Regions from separate parts of the Lactuca sativa genome. Here region 2 is linked to region 1. Evidence: chromatin contacts called from public Hi-C data. All regions are on one chromosome and are shown on one strand. The core of a region is the stretch at or near the end of the contact, and the rest is flanking DNA. Distances in the headings are between cores, read along the strand shown.

Region 1 (5,537 bases), core at 2,050-4,549:
ACCTGGAGGCAAGTAACTTGGAGATGATCTTGTAGATAGACCCTATGAGACTAATGGGTCTATAGTCATTAAGAATAAGAGGGTCCTTTGTTTTGGCAACTAGTGTGATGAAGGAGGAATTGCAGCCCCTTGATAAAGACCCGAATGCCTCAAGATATCTAACACAACCAACACTATCATCCTTTAGAATCGACCAAAAGCGTTTGAAGAATTTAAATGTGAAGCCATCAGGCCCTGGGGCTTTCTCGCTACCACAACTCCAAATAGCATTTTTAATCTCTTCACAAGAGAAATTCTCCTCCAAAAATCTACGGCTGGCATCAGAGATCATTTTGAATTTACTGTTGTGAAATTTTGGTCTCTGTGCCCATCTTTCGCTGAATTTTTCAGCAATAAATCATGCCGCCTCTGCTTTCATGGCCACCGGATCACTCGTCCAATCACCGTTAATTAGAATGCCATGCATGTGATTCCTCCTCGATCGGTTGGATACATAGCCATGGAAAAAACAAGAATTTTCATCCCCGTCAATCGTCCATTTAATCCGGGCTTTTTGCTTCAAATCAATGATTGCGAGCCATTCAAGCTCTTCTATTCTTCCTGAAATTCTGGTTCTTTCATCCAAATCGACATCGTTAAAATAACCACAGTCAAACCTTTTATCAATATCAATACGTGCCTCCTTGAGTTTTATAAGTTCTACCGTTTCCTTAGAAAACTCCAAAGAAAGCCATTCACGAATCGCCTTTTTGATTGCTTTCGATTTATTCAATAGCTTCGAAACGGGGGGGGGGGGGGGGGGGGGGCGAAAACCAATGAATTCACGACAGGCCTTACTAACCACTTCATTGAACCCTTGTCTGGTCAGCCATGAATTGAATAGCTTGAATGGCAGGGGACCGAAGTTTGCTCTGGATTGAGAAAGTAGAATGGGACAATGATCGGATTTATCTCTTGGAAGAGCCGTGACTGATACATGAGGGAACAACTTGGAGAACTCCGAACAAACAAGAAAGCGATCTAGTTTGCTAAGTTTCGCTCCAACCTTTTGAAAATAAGTAAATCGAAACCCCCCCCATTTTTGGCTCATGAAATCCCGCTAATTCAATGAATTTGTTGAAATAATTAGCACTAGATTGACAAAACATGGAATTAATACGCTCCTCCTGTCTTCTCACCACATTAAAATCACCAAAGACTATCCAGCATGTTGTGCGAGAATGTTTGATGAGAAGCAACTCCTCCCATAGCTTGTGCTTCTCAGAAGGGGATTGGGGACCATAGACATTTACAAATGCCACTGTGCAAGAGAAGGCTGAACAGATACCAATAACAATAAAAAAGGAACGATATTTAATTACCTCAGAAGAAGTGAAGTAATTCCTGTCCCAAATAGAAACCAGCCCACCAGATCTCCCAGATGCATTTTCATATGCAAATTCAAAATTGTAATCATCCCAACATTCTCTAATCATCTCACGATTAAGAGACCCGTCTAGATGGGTTTTCTGTAGACCAAAAAAAGAGGCTTTATGAAGACGACGAAGCGATTGCACCCAATCCCTCTTACGAGTTTCACCAAGACCACGGACGTTTAAGAAAACTATATTCATCGAGTATGATTACTAGCACCAGTCTCATCCATAGCTTCAATGAGGATTGCGTTTTCCTCATTGATATCAAACCCAATCGAACGCCCAATCCTTGCTGTGCGCACAATCTCAGGGGTAGAAATTATTGTCGGGTCAAGATGAACATTATTTGAAGCTAGATTTGAAGGGGAATTGTTTAAATTAATTATTTGGGTATCCATATGAGGAGCTCCTGACTCGAAATTTGGGGGTGGGGGGAAATTTCTGTCACCTAGATCAATGTTTCTAATTTTCCGACGTTTAGAGTAGGATCCAATGAAATCAAGATCTGGCCCCAAGGTATCTAAATGGCCTGCTTCATTAAGCTTTCCAAGATCCAGGCCAATAGTTCCGTCAACCTCTGGCCCATCATTTGATGGACAAACCCACTTGGAGTTAAATGGCCCAAAACAACCATTGGGTATCATATTTTTTAATTCTCCGAATGAATTATTATCTGAAGAATTCAGATTATCTGTTTTGGAATTCCCACTATTCACCACCGATGGGGAATTACCTAGAGGCAGTTGAGATTCCCCAGGCTCTGAACTATTTTTTTTGGGCAACTCATTAATAACCGGCTGCATGGGAGCCGTACCGACTCCTCCAATCTCCCCCATCTGGTCGGCAATTTCGTCACCGTCGGCTATCCCCTGGAAAGAATCCTCCACCTTTTCTGTATCATCCCCGACAATTTCTCCGTCTTCAATATCATCTACTTCGTCTTCAATCATGACAGTGTCAGAGACTCCTACGGAATCGTCATCATCACCATTGAAATTGACCTGGTCGTCATCTTCCTCAATCATCTCGAACTCAGATGAATTTTGAGGGAGCCATTCTTCTTCGTATTCCAAGACACTCACATTCAGGAGATGCCCATCACATTCGATAATTACCTCATCATCAATTCTTTTACGGGATTTCGTATGAATACATACTCTCCCATGTGATAAGTCTCTTGCTTTAGGAGAAGCTTCGAATGGTACTAAGACTCTACCAAATTTTCCAGCTATGTAATCAAAATTCCTCCTATCCCATAGTTTTAAAGGCATACCATAAATTTTCACCCATGTCACCCGATCAAAATTATTATGATATTGGTTTGCTCTAGAGAACTTCAATAACCAGTCGTCTTTGACCCTTAAGAATGCATTAACATCATCAACTGATCTGAAACTGAGACATACCTTGAGGCCGCCAGCGTATTTCATAGAGAAAGCTTCATCATCACCCATTGAAATACCAGGATTTAGGCTGTGTAGATGCTCCATACTGATCGCTTCCCCCATATATGTCAATTCATTATACCTGCAGTGGCCTTGGTATTTATCGGTTCTCTTCTATATTGAAAATCTTGTACTCTCTTTTTTTGCTTCCGCTCAAATTTTGCGACGTTCACCTGCAGATTTTTGCTTGCAAATGATAAGTTCAGAAGGGCCGCTTCAAGAATCCTCCAATTTCTCACATTCTTAAATCGAATGAAAGCAAAGTTTCTCCTGTTGGCATCTTTCTTTTGGGCGATGTATACATCCGACAATTCACCAAAGTTCCCAAATAATCTCCATAGCTCGCCTTTGTTAGCATTCAGCGGTAGATTAGAAACAAACGTAGTAGTGACCAAGGGGGATTTCGGTGGTTTTCTCCTCCGTCTGGAACCTGCGTCCATTCATCTCCCGCAATCGCCATTTTGTATGTTGGATATATTTTAATATATTATATGATTATATTAATTAGAAATAGTAATAATTGATTCATAATTAATCAAAATTAATTTGGAATTAGTTCTAGTTTAGTTAGACTTAATTAACGGTATAAGAGATGAGTTGTATTTGTTCAATAATTGAACAATAGAGAGAATCTAAAACCTACCTAAGAGGGGGACGGTTTTGGTTCCCTATCTAGGGTTTTTGGAAGCATGCAAATGATAACGGAAACTAGATTATTACTGGATTAAAATATTGTTATTTTAAATTCAGCTCTAGGGTTTCTAGGATTATCTGGCAGCTATATAAAGGGACACAACCCCTTGTATTTTCGGCATACACTCCTCCACAATGAGAAATCTGAATTTCTCACTTCTCCCCTCTGTCGTATTTAATCTTAAGGCTGCGTCACGTTTTCGGTGTGACACATTAGAGGCTACCATACTTTTGGAGCGAAGTTTTTCATGGAGACTTCAAGCACTTGATTAGCTTAATTCGAATTAGCACAAATGTATCTAATCTATCCATGATTTCGATTATGGCAATGGTTTTTTTTCGTAAGTAGGTTGTTAGTAACTGTGAAAAACCATAAATCCATTTAGGTTGCTTGCACCCTTAAGTGTTAAGTAAAATTTTGCATGTAAAATGTTATTGTAACCTAAAAACCCAATAGTGGTATCAGAGTTATGCCTTTTTAATTACTAGTGCATAAAAAATGAAACCAGAAAAATAATAAAAATCGAAATCAAATATGGCCACGACATAGGCAGCCTTCTACCACATGCGACGACTGCCTAAAATTTGATTTCTGGATTTTCTTTCCTTATTCAAAAGATAGTATAATTATTAGTTAATCAATATTATTTTAAATGTCTAAAATTTAAATATTCTGACTAGATAATTAGAAATGCTAATTTGAATAAAATGAAGTTTTTTAAAAAGGGTAATTCTCCATTTATGAAGAAATATAATAATCCTTTTAATAAGATTGATATTAATTAATTAAAGGCTTATTTAAAGATAATTCTTAAACCTTGTTTAGTTTAATTATTAATTAGTTAAAGATTAATTAGATTGATATGAATGAACCATGTAATTTAAAAAGCTTTAAAATACACCGTATATGTATGTATAATAGTATATTACTATATATATGACTAAAAAGTCATTCAAATCAATACTAGGCGTCATTCACGAAGTCACACTATAAGAGAGGTATAAGGAAATGACATATAGATGACCGTTGAATGATTGTCTTTTTCACCTACTGCTTATTTGTATGGTGGAGGGTCGTTAGCCAAACGGGTTTGATAGGACACTAATCACATTAAAAGTATACTATATAAAGTACTAGAACCTTCGAAAAAATGTCACTCTATTTACTTTAGGAAAAATGTGAAATTGTGTGCTAATCCATGATAACATACATCATTTATTTGCAAGTCATTAGTAGAGCATGCATGGTTAACCGACACACTAATGAGGGGCTACAAATGTGAAATGATGACACATACACAAATGTGTGGTTTGTGATGGAGCGTGTGTAACAGTCATGTCAATGTGAGATCGTAAACGTCATCGAGCATGTCATGCGAGTTTGCATGGTTATTCACATCTTGTTTGTGATCCTTGAAATCACAATCAAAAATCGAAGAGAAAAATATGATATTAAACATCCATTGAATAGTTCAATGTATTTCAAAAGATCTAGGAATTTCATAATAGATTTAAATTGGTAAAATTCTTTACCTATATAAAATAAATTTGCAATTAGATTACAACATCATTTTTCTTAATAACGAATTGTATTTATGGATCTTAGTTTTGAATATTAATTTGGGTTAAAATAATAAGGATTAAATCAACCAACTAAAATCTTATCTCCTGCTTCAGATGTATGGAAATGGTGATCTTCATCCTCCATCATCTCATAACTTTACTCTATTATCAGTCCTCTCAAAAGACAAGCTTATTGGTATAAACTACATGGACTGGTTGCATAATTTGAAGATGAAGTTGAGATCTGAGAACATAATGTATGTTCTCGACTCTCCAGTCCTATAAATCGATAAAGAATTCGCAACTCATGAGGAATTCGTTGGATATAACCATCACAGTAATGACGTTGCCAATATCGCTTGCAATATGATTGCAACCATGGAACCTGAGCTCCAAAACACCGATGAGGACTATTGTACCT
Region 2 (5,291 bases), core at 2,668-5,167, 210 kb after region 1:
CTTTCTTCCCCATCCATCCTTTCTTTTATAATTAGGTATATATATATATATATATATATATATATATATATATATATATATATATATATATATATATATATATATATATATAAATATCCTCGAGGGAATACTTACTAAGTTTCAAAGGCCACATATTTACTCAACTCCTAAACTGTTACTTATTTAATATATATATATATATATATATATATATATATATATATATATATATATATATATATATATATATATATATATTCGAAGCGAAAATTAAAACAAATAAACTTGGAACTTGACTCACTCTATTTTAACAGAAAGGACACAAGAGAAAAATTATCGACTGATATGTTTTTTATTTTGTCTAGATATTCACAATGCAAAACATATATTGTCTCTCAAACTACATAAGTTTACACTGTCTGTTAATTTAACTAAAACTTGGAAGCTACAAATATATTATTACATATTTGTTCAACTAAGCTTTAGAATTCTCATCAAATTCTCTCACACAACACTAGCAAACTTAGTCTTAATGCAATAATATCAAAACTACATTTTAAAATTTACTAGATATTTTATGTTAGACCATGTTTTAGTTCTTTATTATTTCATTTTTTCTAGCATAAGTGTTTTTTAAAAACCAACCATGCTTATTTTTCTTTTTGCAATCCCCATACCCCACACCTAAATTATACAATGTTCTCATTGCATATAATAACAATTAAATTATATATAGTAAAGAGAGAGAAAATAAACGAACTTGCCTTGGGAATTTAGTCATGATAACGAAATCGACTGTAGTGGGTTGCTTCGAAATGTGCGTTAGAATGATAATGCTTTAGATTTTTAATGAAACTAAAAAATGGATATGATGTTCTTTTCTACTCATGTAAGGACTTCATTAAGCAAAAAGATTTTACCGCATTATAGTTGTACATAGACCACATCACAAAAACTGAATAAAAAGCAACTATATTGGTGTCAGCCAAACACTCGTATAATATCTCATATATGCTCTTCCCTCTAGTAATGGACTTTAGTAAAGTCTCGGTACCTATCTTGTGTGGGTAAGTGATCCTACACTTATGTGATGCAATGCCTCTCGTGAATAAAAATCAACTCGAGTTGTGTTGGCCAAGCACTCATATTTTCTCTCGTAGATGCTCTTCCCTCCAGTAATTGACTTTAATAAAGTCTCGATCCCTATCTGGTGTGGGTAAGTGACCCCACACTTATGTGATGTAACGCCTCTCTTGAAGTATCTCTCGTGATGAAATCACAGTTAGTCTGAATTGTTCAAATTACTGAAAGCATCTGAACGAAAATATAATTCTACAAAGATCTAAAACATCAAGGAGAATCAACATAGAGAACAAATTTGAACAAACTAAAAATAACAAAATAAAAGTAAAACCATACTAAAATAGCTAAAACTTAAAACTACCAAACTAAAATAACTAAAAACGATATCATAATCACTTGTCTTCGTCGAAATCAAGATACAATTATTGAGTAAATCTCTTGCATGCAAGAAGTGGTTTGTGCAAACAAAAACTTTCGGGACCCGTTAGGCTATTTCCTTTGTTTTCTTTACACCATTAACTAATAAGTAGAATAAATGTTGACCCAACTAGTAAAGATTAGCAAAAGTTCGATCTTCCACTTAACCACCGTGATACGTCTTTCTATACCATATCTCATGGATTGAGTTTGACAAATCACCAAAGTAGTAGGCTAAACAAGTTAAGAATTCCCTAGTAGTTTGTAATCGTGAATCCCAGGCAAAAGGAAAACCCAAAGAATGTGTATGATCATGAATTCCTGTAGATACCAAAAACCTTCCCAACAAGTGGCATGTTATGAAAGAAAATAAAAATAAAACTAAAAATGTAAAAACAAATAACGAAAAATCAAATAAACTAAATTAAGTGAAAACCATTTATCGGCAACGGCTTCAAAAACTTGATGTGTATTTTAATGCACTAGTTTTTCATTTATAATTCCTAGTGTATCACATCTACACCAACACCTTACTGGCAGTGAACCTGATCGAGTATAGTATAGATTTTGATAAGAAGTGATGTCGAACTCAAGGGGAACGGTATTGAATTAATAATAAAATTTTCTATTATAGGTTATTCCAAATAAAAGAAAGCAATAAAAAGGTGTTTTGATTATTAAATCTTAAGTTATCAATAACTAACAAACTAGATAAACTGATTAGAAACGAATCACCTCTGATACATTGGTTTAAATTGGATTACTTCTTAAAATCATGGTTAAATTCGTTAATTGTCCAATGAATTTGTTAGTTGGTTACCAAATTCTAATGTGACGAGTTATCTTGATCGGATTTTCTACTACTAATAATTACTGAACAACTAACACCATGATCATGTAATTAGGGAATACATGATTAATTTAATATATATTCGGAATATGAAATATATGACCTAGTGATTTCTCATCAATGGTCGTGACAATCAATTGAAACATAGAATAGGTACATAAACTCTCTAACACAGTAAAAATTACCAATTAATATCACATAACCCTATGATTTGTTCGATCTCTAGTAACTAAAGTCTATAGTGATAAAACAGTTAATATTCAAGTCGATGTAATCAGATTGTTCTTCTAAACTATACATAACTCAGTTGCAAACAATAAAAATCATAACTTTAACATCATAGGTGATGCAATCAATCAAACACAATTAATAACAAAACTAATAAAACCCAAATTATTTATTTCAACGCATATATCGATATTCATCTACTCCAAACAAAAGCAAAAGGTTTTAACACCTAAATTCAGAAAATAAAAAAACAAAAGAAACACAATTGGAATACTAATCGTGATCAGAAAATCAAAGCCAAAAGTTTCTCATCACGAATCTGCCCTTGAATCATTCAAATCTTTGCTCCATATGAGTTTAATGGCCCTCCAGCTGCCTTCTAAACCTTCAAAATCGCAGTTTGGGGGTTTATTTTTGCAGAAACCAAATGATTTTGTAAGATATGTCATTCGGGTTAATTTTTGGACTCAATTTATATGTTTCAGCATCGCCACGGAGTGGAAAAAGACTTGTCAAACTGGGACATTAGGTTTTCGTCACGTACGCAAATTTTTGATTCACCTCGTCCCAAAAATGTCTTTGCCACAACATAGGAACTGGGAATCCGAATTTGGCACCAACACGAAGTTGTCTGAAAATTGTCTAGTTTTCTAAACATCTTGAAACCCTTCAATCGGGGTTACGAGTGCTTAGATATGACCAAAATACTAAAGATGTGTCAATCTGTCCAGCAACATTCATTTTGTGTCTTTTTCAACTTCGGTGTCCCCATTTTGCATCTCAGCTCCAATTTTAACTGTAATTGAACATTTGAAAGCATATTTAATATTATATATCTTAAAAGATAACATTTTTACTCAACTATATTAAAATAATGATATAAAATACATAGTTAAATAAACACATATCATATCCCAAACATATAGATATCAATTACATAATTTTAAAAAATGATTCATGTGATTCATAAAAGACGATTTCACTGTCACATGTTCAAACTTAACAAACAAAAATATACAATGTTAGCCATAAATACAACTTATTAAAAAATTTCAAATTACACAGAATATATTTTAAAGAAAAATTTAAGGACCAAACATATTTTTTTTAAAACCATGTATAACATTTTTGTATTTTTCAAGGTGTGAATAATTTCTTAATAAAATACATTTAAAAAAAATTGTTTTAAGGTTTTTATAGTACGGAACTTGCATAATTTGTTGGTGACTATTTATGAAAATGATGATTTTCTATATTATTAGTTAAAAACATGTTCATTTCTTAAGCATCACACGCGTAAATTTCATGATCATCCCTATATATAGCCCAATGTACGATGCATGCCAAGTATCCCACTCCACTCCACCCCAAACACAAACACACAATCGAAATGGGTTCCGGCAAATTCTTTAGAGAAATAGAATTACCTCAACAAAAACCCGACGGCGATGGTGCTCTCTTCCCGGCGGTGTTAACCCCAATCTCCAACACTGATTTTACTACAAAAGCAAAACTCAGTGGGTTTGAAGAAGCGATTAAAGCTCACAAGCCATGGCTGGAGTCTCTTCTCCAGAAAAGAGGTGCTATCCTCTTCCGAGGCTTCCCTGTTACCTCCACTTCCGACTTCAATGACATTGTCGAAGCTTTTGGCTTCCCCGAAGCCTTCTATGTCGGTGGCCGAGCCCCTAGAACCCAAATTCTCGGCCGGGTTTACACCACCAACGAAGCTCCTCAAGATAAGACAATTCCTTTCCACCACGAGATGGCCTATGTAAATTCCTTATCCATCCAACTTCATTAATTAATTCTCACTTTCTTAGATTTGTAGTATCATGATGCACAAACAAGACGTGATTAATTCATGCATGATACGCAGTCATATTGATTAAAATTTAAAACTTGTGGAATATTTGTTACTAATCTTGAGCTTAATTTATCTTTAATTTGAAACAGGTTCCAGACTACCCATCGAAGTTATTTTTCTTTTGTGAAGAAGCACCACTAGCTGGAGGAGAAACTCCAATAGTTTTAAGCCATATCATATATGATAAGATGAAAGAGAAGCACCCAGAGTTCGTTGCAAAACTAGAGGAGCATGGAGTCATTTATACAAAAATAATGACAGACGATAACCAACAGTCATCCTTCACCGGCAGCGGGTGGAAGTCGGCGTACATGACCACCGACAAGAAAGTAGCAGAAGAAAGGTTTGCATTTCTCTCCATTAACCATTATAATAATTTATTAACGCAAGAAAGAAATTTAAGATCTCGAATTTAAGTTTATGTTGATCCATTATAGGGCGGAGAAGCAAGGAACAAAGTTGGAATGGCTGGAGAATAATTCTGTAAGAACTATCACCGGTCCGGTGCCGGCGGTGAAGTTTGACAAGGGAAGTCAACGGAAAACATGGTTCAATAGTCTGGCAAATAGTTATGGAGGCCCAGCGAACCCTGAACTCTATGATCCGAATAGATCTATTGAGATTGGAAATGGTGAACCTCTTTCGGATGAAGCCATGGCAGACTGTTTGAGAATTTTGGATGAAGAGTGTGTTGCGATTCCTTGGAAGAAAGGTGATGTTATGCTTGTTAATAATTTGATGGTTCTTCACAGCCGCAAGCCACTCATAACGCCACCACGCCGTGTTCTCGTATCCCTTTGCAAGTGAGGGAGATTAAAGATCCGTGAATGATTCAACATTCAAGAAAGA

The links. A called contact is a pair of places that touch in the nucleus more often than the background predicts.
Region 2: a contact with region 1 is called in a Hi-C map of leaf, with 5 times the contacts expected there. The contact joins the promoter of LOC111904670 here to the promoter of LOC111904688 in region 1. A contact is called at or near these places in 3 of 4 Hi-C or Micro-C datasets (leaf and seed).

What each region holds. Positions count from the first base shown.
Region 1 is chr4:174,306,055-174,311,591 of Lsat_Salinas_v11, forward strand. LOC111904688 (multiple RNA-binding domain-containing protein 1-like) reads right to left here and starts at 3,300. Exons shown (of 1, transcript XM_023900420.1): 1 at 2,929-3,300. The coding sequence starts at 3,300. The coding sequence ends at 2,929.
Region 2 is chr4:174,517,108-174,522,398 of Lsat_Salinas_v11, forward strand. It overlaps LOC111904670 (clavaminate synthase-like protein At3g21360), which reads left to right and starts at 3,918. Exons shown (of 3, transcript XM_023900410.3): 1 at 3,918-4,349; 2 at 4,532-4,785; 3 at 4,880-5,291. The coding sequence starts at 3,969. The coding sequence ends at 5,249.